Linked DNA regions of Sus scrofa: regions 1 and 3 are each linked to region 2. Evidence: chromatin contacts called from public Hi-C data. All regions are on one chromosome and are shown on one strand. Each heading gives the region's core, a stretch centred on a gene start, on an enhancer-like site or on the middle of the called end of the contact. The rest is flanking DNA. Distances are from core to core; before and after follow the strand shown. Region 1 holds the start of VTI1B (vesicle transport through interaction with t-SNAREs 1B). Region 2 holds the start of RAD51B (DNA repair protein RAD51 homolog 2). Region 3 holds the start of ARG2 (arginase-2, mitochondrial).

Evidence for each region. Hi-C and Micro-C count contacts between places; a contact is called where the count stands out from the background.
Region 1: a Hi-C map of skeletal muscle shows a contact between it and region 2, with 4 times the contacts expected there. The contact joins the promoter of VTI1B here to the promoter of RAD51B in region 2. A contact is called at or near these places in 1 of 47 Hi-C or Micro-C datasets (skeletal muscle) and 1 of 2 datasets of contacts at active chromatin or transcription factors (alveolar macrophages).
Region 3: a contact with region 2 is called in a Hi-C map of skeletal muscle, with 5 times the contacts expected there. The contact joins the promoter of ARG2 here to the promoter of RAD51B in region 2. A contact is called at or near these places in 1 of 47 Hi-C or Micro-C datasets (skeletal muscle) and 1 of 2 datasets of contacts at active chromatin or transcription factors (alveolar macrophages).

The regions. Positions count from the first base shown.
Region 1 is chr7:91,411,988-91,415,653 of Sscrofa11.1, forward strand. VTI1B (vesicle transport through interaction with t-SNAREs 1B) reads right to left here and starts at 1,493. Exons shown (of 6, transcript NM_214437.1): 1 at 1,371-1,493. The coding sequence starts at 1,485. It overlaps RDH11 (retinol dehydrogenase 11), which reads right to left. Exons shown (of 8, transcript XM_005656347.1): 8 at 3,054-3,666.
Region 2 is chr7:91,590,356-91,594,323 of Sscrofa11.1, forward strand. RAD51B (DNA repair protein RAD51 homolog 2) reads left to right here and starts at 2,058. Exons shown (of 12, transcript XM_021099935.1): 1 at 2,058-2,134. It overlaps ZFYVE26 (zinc finger FYVE domain-containing protein 26), which reads right to left and starts at 125. Exons shown (of 42, transcript XM_021099396.1): 1 at 1-125. The coding sequence starts at 94.
Region 3 is chr7:91,342,096-91,345,565 of Sscrofa11.1, forward strand. ARG2 (arginase-2, mitochondrial) reads left to right here and starts at 1,892. Exons shown (of 8, transcript XM_001928679.5): 1 at 1,892-2,118; 2 at 3,008-3,080. The coding sequence starts at 2,008.

The sequences.
Region 1 (3,666 bases), core at 243-2,742, 180 kb before region 2:
AATCTCCTCCTTCCACCCCAAACACTGACCTTCTTGTTCTTCCTAGAATATACCAAGCTCATTTCTGCTCAAGGATCTCTGCAGTACCGTTCTGTCTTCCTGACTCTCACTTTCCCCAGATTTGAATGGTTCACCCCCTTACTTCAAATCTCTGCTCAACTTAACTTCAAATCACCTCCTCAAAGAGGCCTTTCACAGCTACTCAAGTTAAAGCTAGAGCCCCCTCCCTATTTCTTTGCCCTGTTTTATTTTCTCACATTGCTTTAACACCACCTCTTTTTTTTGTCTTTTTGCCATTTCTTGGGCTGCTCGCACAGCATATGGAGGTTCCCAGGCTAGGGGTTGAATCGGAGCTGTAGCCACTCACCTACGCCAGAGCCACAGCAATGCGGGATCCCAGCCGAGTCTGCGACCTACACCACACCTTACAGCAACGCCAGATCAACCCACTGAGCAAGGTCAAGGATCGAACCCGCAACCCCATGGTTCCTAGTTGGATTCGTTAACCACTGAGCCATGACGGGAACTCCGCACCACCTCTTGATATTTATATTATCATCAACCTATAGAAGAGACTTTAAGCGTTTTCACTGTAGTTTGTAATATTACCAGCATCTAGGACAGTGCCTAGCACACAGCAGACTCCTCCAATAAATATGTTAAACAAAGATATAATTCTCACCAGTGTGTCAATTCATATGACCTTGAGGAACTCACAGAGCAAACACTCAAGCTTTGACACTTAAGTAAAAACAACAAAAATCTTACCTGCTTTGCCATGGAGAGCTATTTGTCTTAGGACAAAAAACTATGGCAAACTTCCCTATGTGAATTCGAACTCTTTATTTCCTCCAAGCAAAACCTGCAGCAATCCGAACTTTAAAATCAAGGAGCAAGAAACAGTCTAGGCGGAGTTCAGAGGACGACCATACCTAATGATCACAATCCTGATTTTAAAGAACCCCCCCTCCAAGACTGGTTACTTACCAACCCCCAGAGTTATGACTCCTTTGGGTTCTGAACTTTTTTTGTGCTACGGCTCTTCTGCCAGTCTGGGTCTCTTTTGAAAATAGTTTTGGATATATAAAACAAAAATACAGAAAGCTACAAAAGAAACCCATTCTACTGAAACACAGCATCTCAGATTTAAGGTCTGTACTCTTCTTGCCACGCTGAAGACGAAACGAGAAAAATCTGAACGCTATAGGATCAAAAGGGAACACCTGGCAGTAGGGAGCTCCCGGGTGCCTGGACCCAGCCAACCTTAGGGGGCGTGTCTGAGAATGAGAAGCGAGAGAAGAGGGTGGGGGCCCTTCCTCGCAGAGCTGGCGGAGCCGGGTTCCCCTAGGCTCAGCCCGCCCCCGCCTTACCTGTCCCTGCTATCCCCAGGAGCCGCTCCGGCACCCCTCGTAGGTCTTCATGGAGGCCGCGGAAGATCTCGTGCAGTTTCTCGAAATGCTCCGAGGAGGCGGCGGAGGTGGCCATGGCGGAGGCCGCTCTACAACAGCGGCCGCCGAGACTCAGGGCTCGGGGCCCACTTCTACGCCACCGTCAGCCGCCCAGCCCCGCAGGCATCACGGCGACCGCCGCCACCACCTCCCAGGACGAGGCGCTTCCGGCGCCGCGGCGGGGTCCTGCCGAACCGGAACGCCCACCCCCTGCATGGCGTCACTGACGGCGCGCCAGGCGCCAAAGCCTGACGGAAAGTTTGGCAGCGTGCGCTGCCCGGGCGACTCCTGCGGGGGTGGCAGCGATCTGACGCTAGCCGGCAGTCTCGGAACCCGGGAAATACCCAGCTCGGCGTCGGGGAGAGCGCCACAGCGGAAGGGACTTTGGGGACCCGCAGGCCGGGCGGCACGGCCCCCTCCCTCTCGGGATCCGCCTTCCGTCGAGGGGCTGTAGTGCATGCTGGGGGCTGTAGTTCGGCGCGGAAAACGCCCCTACTCGGAAGTCACGCATCGTTGGGGGCGGTGGCCCTGTGGTCGCCGCGGCCGCGGACGTGACGCTAACATATCGGTAGCGCGTGGTCGTCGTCTTCACTCTGGTGGTAATGTTTGGCCACTCTGATTCAGTCCACATTATGACTGTTAGCTTTCAGTTTTCGGAAAATAGCTGGGTCAGGTTCCTGCCTGCTCTCAAGCAGTAAAGCACTTTGACTGGGAGTCAAGTGATCAGTCATATGCTTTCAGGAGTGGCCCTCGGGCAGGGTGGCCCCTAAAATACTCACCCTCTAGCCGCCGCAGCTGCGGTGCACTCGTTCACTTAGCCGGTGTTTGTCAATTTAAGGGTAGTCACTGTGGTGGGATCTGGGAAAGTGTTGGTGAATAAGTTTCTCTCTGCGCTTGGGTAATTTATAATGAAGGCAGACCTGGCTTTTATCAGCTCTCTCTCAAGTGTAATGTGTTAACAATTACAAGATCTTTTTCTGCACTTCGTGGGTTTTCGTGATTTAATGGAGGAAAATTCCTATTTTCACTGATGAGTTTGCCTATGGAGCCCATTCTGGAATACTTAAAACTGCCCGCACATGTTAAAAATATATGACTGACCAGGGGTAAATGATTTGGTAATTTTTATCTCCTGGACCCTAGTTTTTTATTAGACCGAATTCATTGATCATTGATTCAACAAATTTTTGTTGAGCTCCTAATATTGAACATAGAGATAGATAGCAAAGTCTGAGGTCATCAGTGGCAGTGTACTGTGGTAAGTCCCATAGCATTGTGTTATAAATAAAAGGGACAGGTACAAAAAGAAGTAACAAATAGCCTGGGATGGAAAAAGTGATCTTTTCTTCATGAAAGATTAGTAGAAAATGGGTGAATGACTAATCAAATTATCGCATAACCAGAGTTAATGGCATTTGAATTGAGACTGTACTGTACTAGACTCTGGGACAAATTATTCTCAGAATGAGAAATGACTGCATAACTATAATAATGAAATGTTTTCTTCCTTTGACTCTAATTAAACTTTAATTATTTTCTTCTTTTGGTTCAAATTAAATTTGTTTAATGCTGACAGTTTTCATTCTGGTAAATAAAAACATGATACATAATCAAAAGTTTTTATTTGTGATTGACAGTTCAATATACATTAAATATTAATTCAGTTCCACACTATTATCAAAAGTTTCCCAATTTTTCCGTAAAATAACTATGTCTAGTTTAATGGTCAAAACAAGTTCAACAAAAGATTATTTACAAATATGAGAAGACTGTGGTCCTACACTCTTTTCTCCACCTAAGTGAATATATGTTAGTCCAAGAAAATCACAAACTCTAGTAGAAGTATGTACTCAAAACAGGGGATGAACTATTACCAATTCCTCAGCCTTCCTTCAGCAGCATTCCTTTTGATAAAAGTTCTCCAAATGTAGATTTCTAGCAAGTACAGTAGACATTAATATCAAGATAATGTAAGGAAATGCCCTAAAAGATTTTTTAAATTGACTGTAATTACCAACACCAGTCCTTAAAATATTTTGTTGAAGAAGTTCGTGCTGTGGCGCAGTGGGTTAAGAACCTGACTGCAGTAGTTTAGGTTGCTGTGGAAGCTCAGGTTCTATCCCCAGCCAGGCGCAGTGGGTTAAAGGATCCAGTGTTGCCACAGCTGTAGTTCGGATTCAATCCCTGGCCCGGGACTGAAAAACAAACCCTTAACTAG
Region 2 (3,968 bases), core at 808-3,307:
CCAGCTCCCATTCTCCTCTCCGAAGGCACTCACAAAAAAATCCAAAAAGCTGCTTCTGAGAAGCAGTTTCCTCTTTTCCAAATGGATGATGCATTTTCCCAGCACAGAGTGCAGGGAGACAGAAAGAGATGAATTACGCAAAACACATCGTCAATTTTCTCATTCGTGGGGTACCGCCTAGAAACAATAGACAGGAACGAGTGACTACTAGCTGCACTGAGAAAGGCGGGGCTTATGTTTCTAATTATCTTTGTAAATATGATTTGACATATTATTATCTCCTTTTGAAAAGTTCCACCTTTTCCCTAGGGGTGGATCCCATCTCTCTACGCGCATCCAATACTGAATTCACATTAATCGTCACATTAGCCCGCGGCGCAGACCCCAAACTCGATTTCCGTCTTTCCTCCAGAACTTTATGCCCAATCCGGCTCCAAATCCCCAGGTGATCTTCTCTTTAAGGATGAGAAATTCGGCAGGAAGCTTCCTAGTTTGAGCCCTCTTTAAAGGCAGAGGATTGAAAATCAGGAAAGGAACGTGTCAGAACTGGAGGGCGGAAGGGATTGGGGCGCAGGGACGCTCTCTCTAGGGGTCGTGGAGAGGGCCCCGCCTTCTCTGGGGCGCTTTACACTCACCTGCTCCCAGCGCCCAAAGCAGTAGAGTTTCCAGCGCAGCCATGTTTGAGCCGAGTCAGGTGACAAATCCAGTTCGGGAGGTTAAGGGAGGGGCGGGAATGACGAGGACAACGCCTACTGCCTACTCGTATTGGTCAATGGAGGGAAAAGATGCAAATAAAGCGCCATATTTGTTTTGGTCACGTGACACCACCTCTAGCGACTAGCGAAAGCTAGGTAGCTAGGAAAGAGGTTATCACCTGGCTCAGGACCATCCCTCACAGTTTTGACAGCTATTCCGCTTGACAGGTTCCATTCTGCATTCGGTGGAGCAAGTGTTAGGAATAGCTGTATGCCTTGATTTTTTTTCCTTCTCTTTTCTTTCTAGTTTGAACTCAGCGTTTACTGAGCGCCAACCTGTGATAGTGCTTTGCCACGCCCTGGGGATACTCAGAGCAGGGAAACCAGTCCTTCTCCATTATTGCAACAAACACTTGGGCCCTCTTATAATCCCAGAACCCTACGTTTTGAATTCCCATTTTCTTCTGCCTAACTTCATTCATTTGCTCATTTACCCGACAACTGTTAATTGATATGTGTGCCTGGCCCTACTTTAGAAGCTGAATAAGATGCGGTCCCTGTCCTCAAGGCGCTCACAAGTTTAGTGAGGGGTGCAGGTCAATAATTAGGATGCAGTGGGCTAAATTATAAGATAGAGGTATGCACAAAGGAGATGAGAGCAAAGAGTGAGCAAAAGCCTCTCTCAAATACAATAATCTGAAACTGACTCTTAAAAAGTAACGATTTCCTAATTACAGTTGCTTTTACATTGAACCTTTGATTTGGTTTCCTTCACGTTTTTCTTCAACTATAGACTCTTACATTTCCCCATTACGTGCTTTTGGTTTGAGCATTTTCATTCAGCATTTTCCAAACTATTTCACCACCAAAGAGTGGTGGAAAAGTAAACCGAAACAAATCAAAGGCTCTTTTGCAAAATCTCTTCTATGATTGGAGGATTCTCATCTACGCCCAGAAAAATAACGTCTCTTTGATCCATTATGCAAATTTTTATATGTAGTGACAAAAGAAATAAAAGAAAAATTCCAGTCTTCATACTCTTCTTACTGATCTGATGTTCCCTCTACTGGATTCCGCGCACCCCCCCCGCCCCCCAACGGTGGAAGTTCCTGGGCCAGGGATGGAATCCTCGCCACAGTAACCACTAGAGCCGCTGCAGTGACAATGCTGGATCCTTAATCCCTCTGCATCACAAGGGAACTCTCTCTCCACCGGATTTTGATAACCACTGTATTGGGAAATTGGGATTCGTAGATTTATTTCATAGAACTACAATTCCCAGCAAGCAGCGGAGTCGACCTGGGCCTGTGCCTACCTTTGATTGGATGCTTGGCAGGCGGATGGCCCAACCAGCATTTCGGTTGTTGCTTCGCGTCACTTTCCACCGGGAACTGTGTGAGGGGTAGGGGAAACTTTGAAAGTTGGATGCTGCAGACCCGGTACTGGAAAGTTTCATGTGGCGGGCGGTTCGGGGAAGTGGGGTGCGGTCATTATTTTCTGCTCGCTTTCTGTACCCCTGGTGTTCCTATTAGGGGAGCAGAGAGTCACTCTTGGCTACAGGGCACGCCCCCTTAGGTCCTTAGGGATCTTAACTTGAGACCCGCCGCGTATGTGAAGGCGTCCGGCCTTCTTTTGTGAGCGATGCTGGGAAGCTGCACCTTGTTGGGAGCAGCTCTTTTAGGGGGTTCTGGGATGATGATTTCGCTTCTTGATGTCCATCCATCTTCGCAATTGCAGGTAGTTTGAGGTCTAGGTAGGGGAGCTCGTCATTAAAGGACGTTTAGTGTTCTGCCTATCTTCAGGTGACGTTGAAGAAGAGGTATTTAATAGCATGGGATCTGCAGTCAGATTCCTGGTTTCGAATGCGCGGACTCCACCGTGTGCTAGTTGTTAGAATTTGCTCAAGTGATTCAATTAAGTGCCTCATTATTCTTAATCTGTAAACTGGGTTTACAATGGCGCCTAATAAGGGCTCAAGAAATATATCTTATTGTTAATTCACAGTTTCCATTGACCGTCTAACGTGAGGTTTTTTTTTTTAAATGAGAGGATTCAGTTTCCAGGATTGAATGTCTTCCTTCACCCCCTCATTTACATGCGCGTGCACGCACAAGCAGAGCAGGAATTCAGTTTCTGGTTGAAGAAATAAGCATGCAAGCCATAACAATACGTTAATAAGATTATTGGACAAATGTGCTCACAGTAGAATGAGAACATTGGAGGGGAAGAGACTAAGTTGTGGCAAGTCTTTGTGGAAGAAAGTCAGGAAGGCAGAATGGTGCTTGTGTAACCTATCAATGTTATGGCTGGAAGGCAGGTCAGGTGAGACAGCAATTGCTGTTTTGCTTAAGGAATTGATAATGACTCAGCCTTGGTCTCCACATGCCATGCACCATCCACATCCTTTAACCTTCATTGCATTCCTGTGGAGCAGATATTTGAATTGTGCTTGTTTTTCAGATGAGGAAACTAAGATGTTGGGAAGCAAGTGACTTTGCAAGAAATGCCAGGGTTTGGGCCTTGCACTCTGAAATAGGAATGAGAGGGAAGTGAGGGACCAGTTTATGAAGACTCTTTAGGCCATCATTAAGAAGTGTGGAATTTATCTTGTGGTCTCAGGGAACCATGGGCAGTTTTAAAGGATGAGAGTAACAGGATTGGAGCAAATTTCTAGCAGGCTACCTCTGACAGGATTGTGACTTTTAGGTCAGAGGAAGAAGGAACTGCTTCTTCCTCTCTGGTTCCAAAGCACATTTAAATTCCAGTGACAATACTTACTGAATGACTGTGATTATTTGTGTATACTTCTCTTTCATTGTTTACTGCGAGTTCCCAAAGAGGAGGAAAAACGCTTAAATGATTCTTGTGCCTCAGAGCTCAGCAGTGTGTATTTATTTATTTATTTATTTTGCTTTTTAGGGCCACACCCACAGCATATGCAGGTTCTCAGGCTAGGGGCTGCATCGGAGCTATAGCTGTTGGCCTACACCACAGTCACAGCAATGCTAGATCTGAGCCGTGTTTGCGAACTACACCACAGCTCAAGGCAACGCCGGATCCTTAACCCACTGAGCGAGGCCAGGGATTGAACCCGCATCCTCATGGATACTAGTCAGATTCATTTCTGATGAGCCACGATGGGAGTGCCCAGAGTGTGCACTGAAGAAGCATCTGTGCAAGGAACACTTATTTGAATGGATCTTTTTTTTGGGGGGGGCAGGTTGCAGGGCAGAGGGGACCAGAAGCAGTTTGCAATAGTTCAGGCAAGTGATG
Region 3 (3,470 bases), core at 642-3,141, 250 kb before region 2:
AAATGGCAAAAAAAAAAAAAAAAAAGAAAGAATTTATTTTTGGTAGGTATGCAGGTCCTCCTGCAAGACGCTAATCATGGTTAAGATCTTGGAATCTGAAGTCACATAGCTCTACCACTTACAAGCTACAGTGACTTTGGGCAGGTAAATTATCTTCTCCAATGCTGTTTCTGTCTACTTATTTATTTACTTATTTGCCATACAGAGCACATGGAAGTTCCCAGGGCAGAGATGGAACCCCTGCTGCAGTTGCAGCCTGCACTACAGCTGTGGCAAGGTTGGATCCTTAACCTTCTGCGCTGGAAGGGAACTTCCCGGCCACTTATTTTTTGCTTTTTAGGGCCGCACTTGTTGCATCTGGAAATTCCCAGGCTACAGGTCCAATTGGAGCTGCAGCTGCTGGCCTATGCCCCAGCCACAGCAATGCAAGATCCTTAGTCCACTGAGCGAGGCCTGGGATTGAACCCTCATCCTCAGGGATGCTAGTCCGGTTGGTAACCTGCTGAGCCACAACGGGAAACTCCCCTGCCACTTAAAAATAGTCCATACTTGGAGTTCCCATTGTAGCTCAGCCAGGGTTAAAAACCCTACATAGGGAGTTCCCATCGTGGCCCAGTGGTTAAGAGTCCAACTGGGACCATGAGGTTGTGGGTTCTGTCCCTGGCCTTGTTCAGTGGGTTAAGGATCCGACGTTGCCGTGAGCTGTGGTGTAGGTTGCAGACGTGGTTCGGATCTGGCGTTGCTGTGGCTCTGGTGTGGGCCGGCGGCTGCGGCTCCGGTTCGACCCCTGGCCTGGGAACCTCCATATGCCGCAGGAAGCGGCCCTAGAAAAGGCAAAAAAATGGAAAAAACAAAAAACAAAAAAACCCTACATAGTGTCCTTGAGGATGCAGGTTTGATCCCTGGCCTCGCTCAGTGGGTTAAGGATCTGTCATTGCCACAAGCTGTGATGTGGGTCACAGATGTGGCTGGGATCGTTGTTGGCCAGGCCTGTAGCTGCAGCTCCAACTGAATCCTAATCCAAGAACTTCCATATGCTGCAGGTGCAGCCATAAAAAGAAAAAAAAAATAGTCCATACTTTGTGGAATTGTTAAGAGGGCTAAAAGTTCTTTGAAATTTCGTTGGTTATTATTATTAAAATATCATTATTATTATTATTAAAACTTTAGTCACTTTTAGCTCTTTAGCCTCCCCCAATTTAGAAGTCGTCCAGATATGTTGCCGTGTTCGGTTTTTAATAACCAGTGTTCCCAGTATTCAGGTAAAGAATTGAAAATGTCTAGAAGGTAATTTGTACATCCTAAACTTCCCACCCAAAATACCTAAAATAGGTTATTATTAACATGCCTGACCCAGAGATGTCTAATTTACACTGGACCTCCTAGCTTTCGACGCCCAAAGAGGGGATAAGCACGTTTCCTGGACTCTGAGCTCCGAGATGAAACCGAGTCTACGGACGCGAGCTTGGTCTCGGCAGGGCACTCACGCCAGTTCGGGCAAGGTCAAGCTCAGCCCAGCCAGCCCTGCGTTAGAATCGGCATCTGCCAAGCGTGCATTTGTGTGGAGCCCGTGCGAGAGTCGTGAAGCCCGAGCCTGCGTGTCGGTTCACTTGTTCCTCAGAGCTCGAGAATTTGCGGGGGACAGCCGCTTGCCGCCAAGGGACACACCTCTCCGTGACTGCACTCTTATTGGCCAGGCCCTGATCTTGGCCCTGTTGCGTCAGCGGCAGGGGCTTTTCCCTATCTGGAGAGCCGGGGCCAGAGTCCAGCGACCAGCGAGGGCGTGCAGGGCCGGGAGGAGCAGTGGGCGGGGCCTGCGGGAAGGTGTGCTGGGGGCTGGTTGGGGGCGAGGCGGCGGGGCCTGGGCGGGATCAGGCGGCGGTGACGTCACGGGGCGGGGCGGCGAGCGAGCGAGCCTCTAGGTAACCGCGGCGGGCTGCGGCTCTCACTTAATGCGCGGAGCCGCACGCCGCTCGTCATCCTTCTTTACGTCCTGCCCTTCGTATCATGTCCCTGAGGAGCAGCCTCTCGCGTCTCCTCCGGACGCAAGTGCATTCCGCCCCGAAGAAGTCCGTCCACTCCGTGGCTGTCATTGGAGCCCCATTCTCACGGGGGCAGGTGAGAACTGAGAACCGGGACCCAGTACCTTGGGGCGAGATCTCTTTCCCCTCCCCCAGTCTGGAGAAATCGAGCTGGTGGGAAGGATGGGGAGGCGAGGCGAGGATGGAGGGAGGACGAGGGGTGGAGTCCCGCGATTAGGCACCAGAAGAGCACGTGGAATTTCCCTTTGTACAAGATGGAGAAGGAGGGAGGGGATGGAGGGCTCTCTGCGATGCGGGCAGGGGGCAGCAGGCTGGTGTATTTCTTTGGCCTCCCCCCGAGGAGCGTGAGGTGGTGGGTTCCGCTTGGGGTGATGGACGAGAAGAAAGGTGGGAGAGGATTTTATTGAGGGTCTGGAGGAGGAGAAACCGACCAGATTCCCCTGTAGAAAATCTAGGGAGAAGAAGTTAAATAGAACGGCCGAGGATTTAAGGCTTCACGGTCCATTCTCAGAAAGAGCATTAATTGGAAAGGAAATTGGCGCTTGCCTCTCTAGCGGCGGGAAGACGGAAGGGGCTGTTTTGTTCTCCTTTCAGTGAAAGAAACCTACAGTCGTGGAGGGCTCACTGGTACAGGAGCCTGGCCTCTGGCCAGGACACACATACCCCCACCCCCAACAATCAGCTCTGGCTTGGTTTAGCCCATTCCTTTGACTGGATTCAGCTTGCCGGCACTTCCTACAAGGAAGAGCATGAAAGGTTGATTTGATTTTAGTGATTGTTGTTTCTCCTGCTTCCCTGCAAATGTTTGAAATGGCCAAACCTTAGGAAGGGTTGATGCTATCACAAGTTCTCAGAGAGATCTGCTGGGAACTAGGTATAACATTGCAGAGTTCTGTATTGTGAACTAAAGTGGTCTTATTTTCAGTCATCTTTCCTTATATCTAACCGTGTAGTTTATCTTACAGAAAAGAAAAGGAGTGGAATATGGTCCAGCTGCTGTAAGGGAAGCTGGCTTGATGAAAAGGCTCTCTGATTTGGGTAAGTGGCTGCGTTTTAGATGTCTGAGGGCTGGTAACAGAACAGTGAGTTGAAAGTTCTATTCTCTTATATCCAGGGACTGCACAGTGTCAGCTGTGTCCTTGGAAAGCATCTCCCATCCTCCCTTGGATTCCACATGCAACTTAAGATCTATGGAGGAGTCTTCAGGCAAAGTCTTGGTGCAATATTGTGTGGAAGGCAAGGAGGTGGAGTGAGGCAGGGCCAGGAACAAGCTGCTAGTGACTGCAAAGTGGTGGTGAGAATGCTGGCTCTCCCGCTCTACACACCCAACCTTTCCCCAAAATTCTAGCTTTCTTAACTCAGTCATGAGGTGCTTTATGATTCATCTGTCTAACCAGTTTCCTGTCTTGAAATCATTCGTTTCCTCGC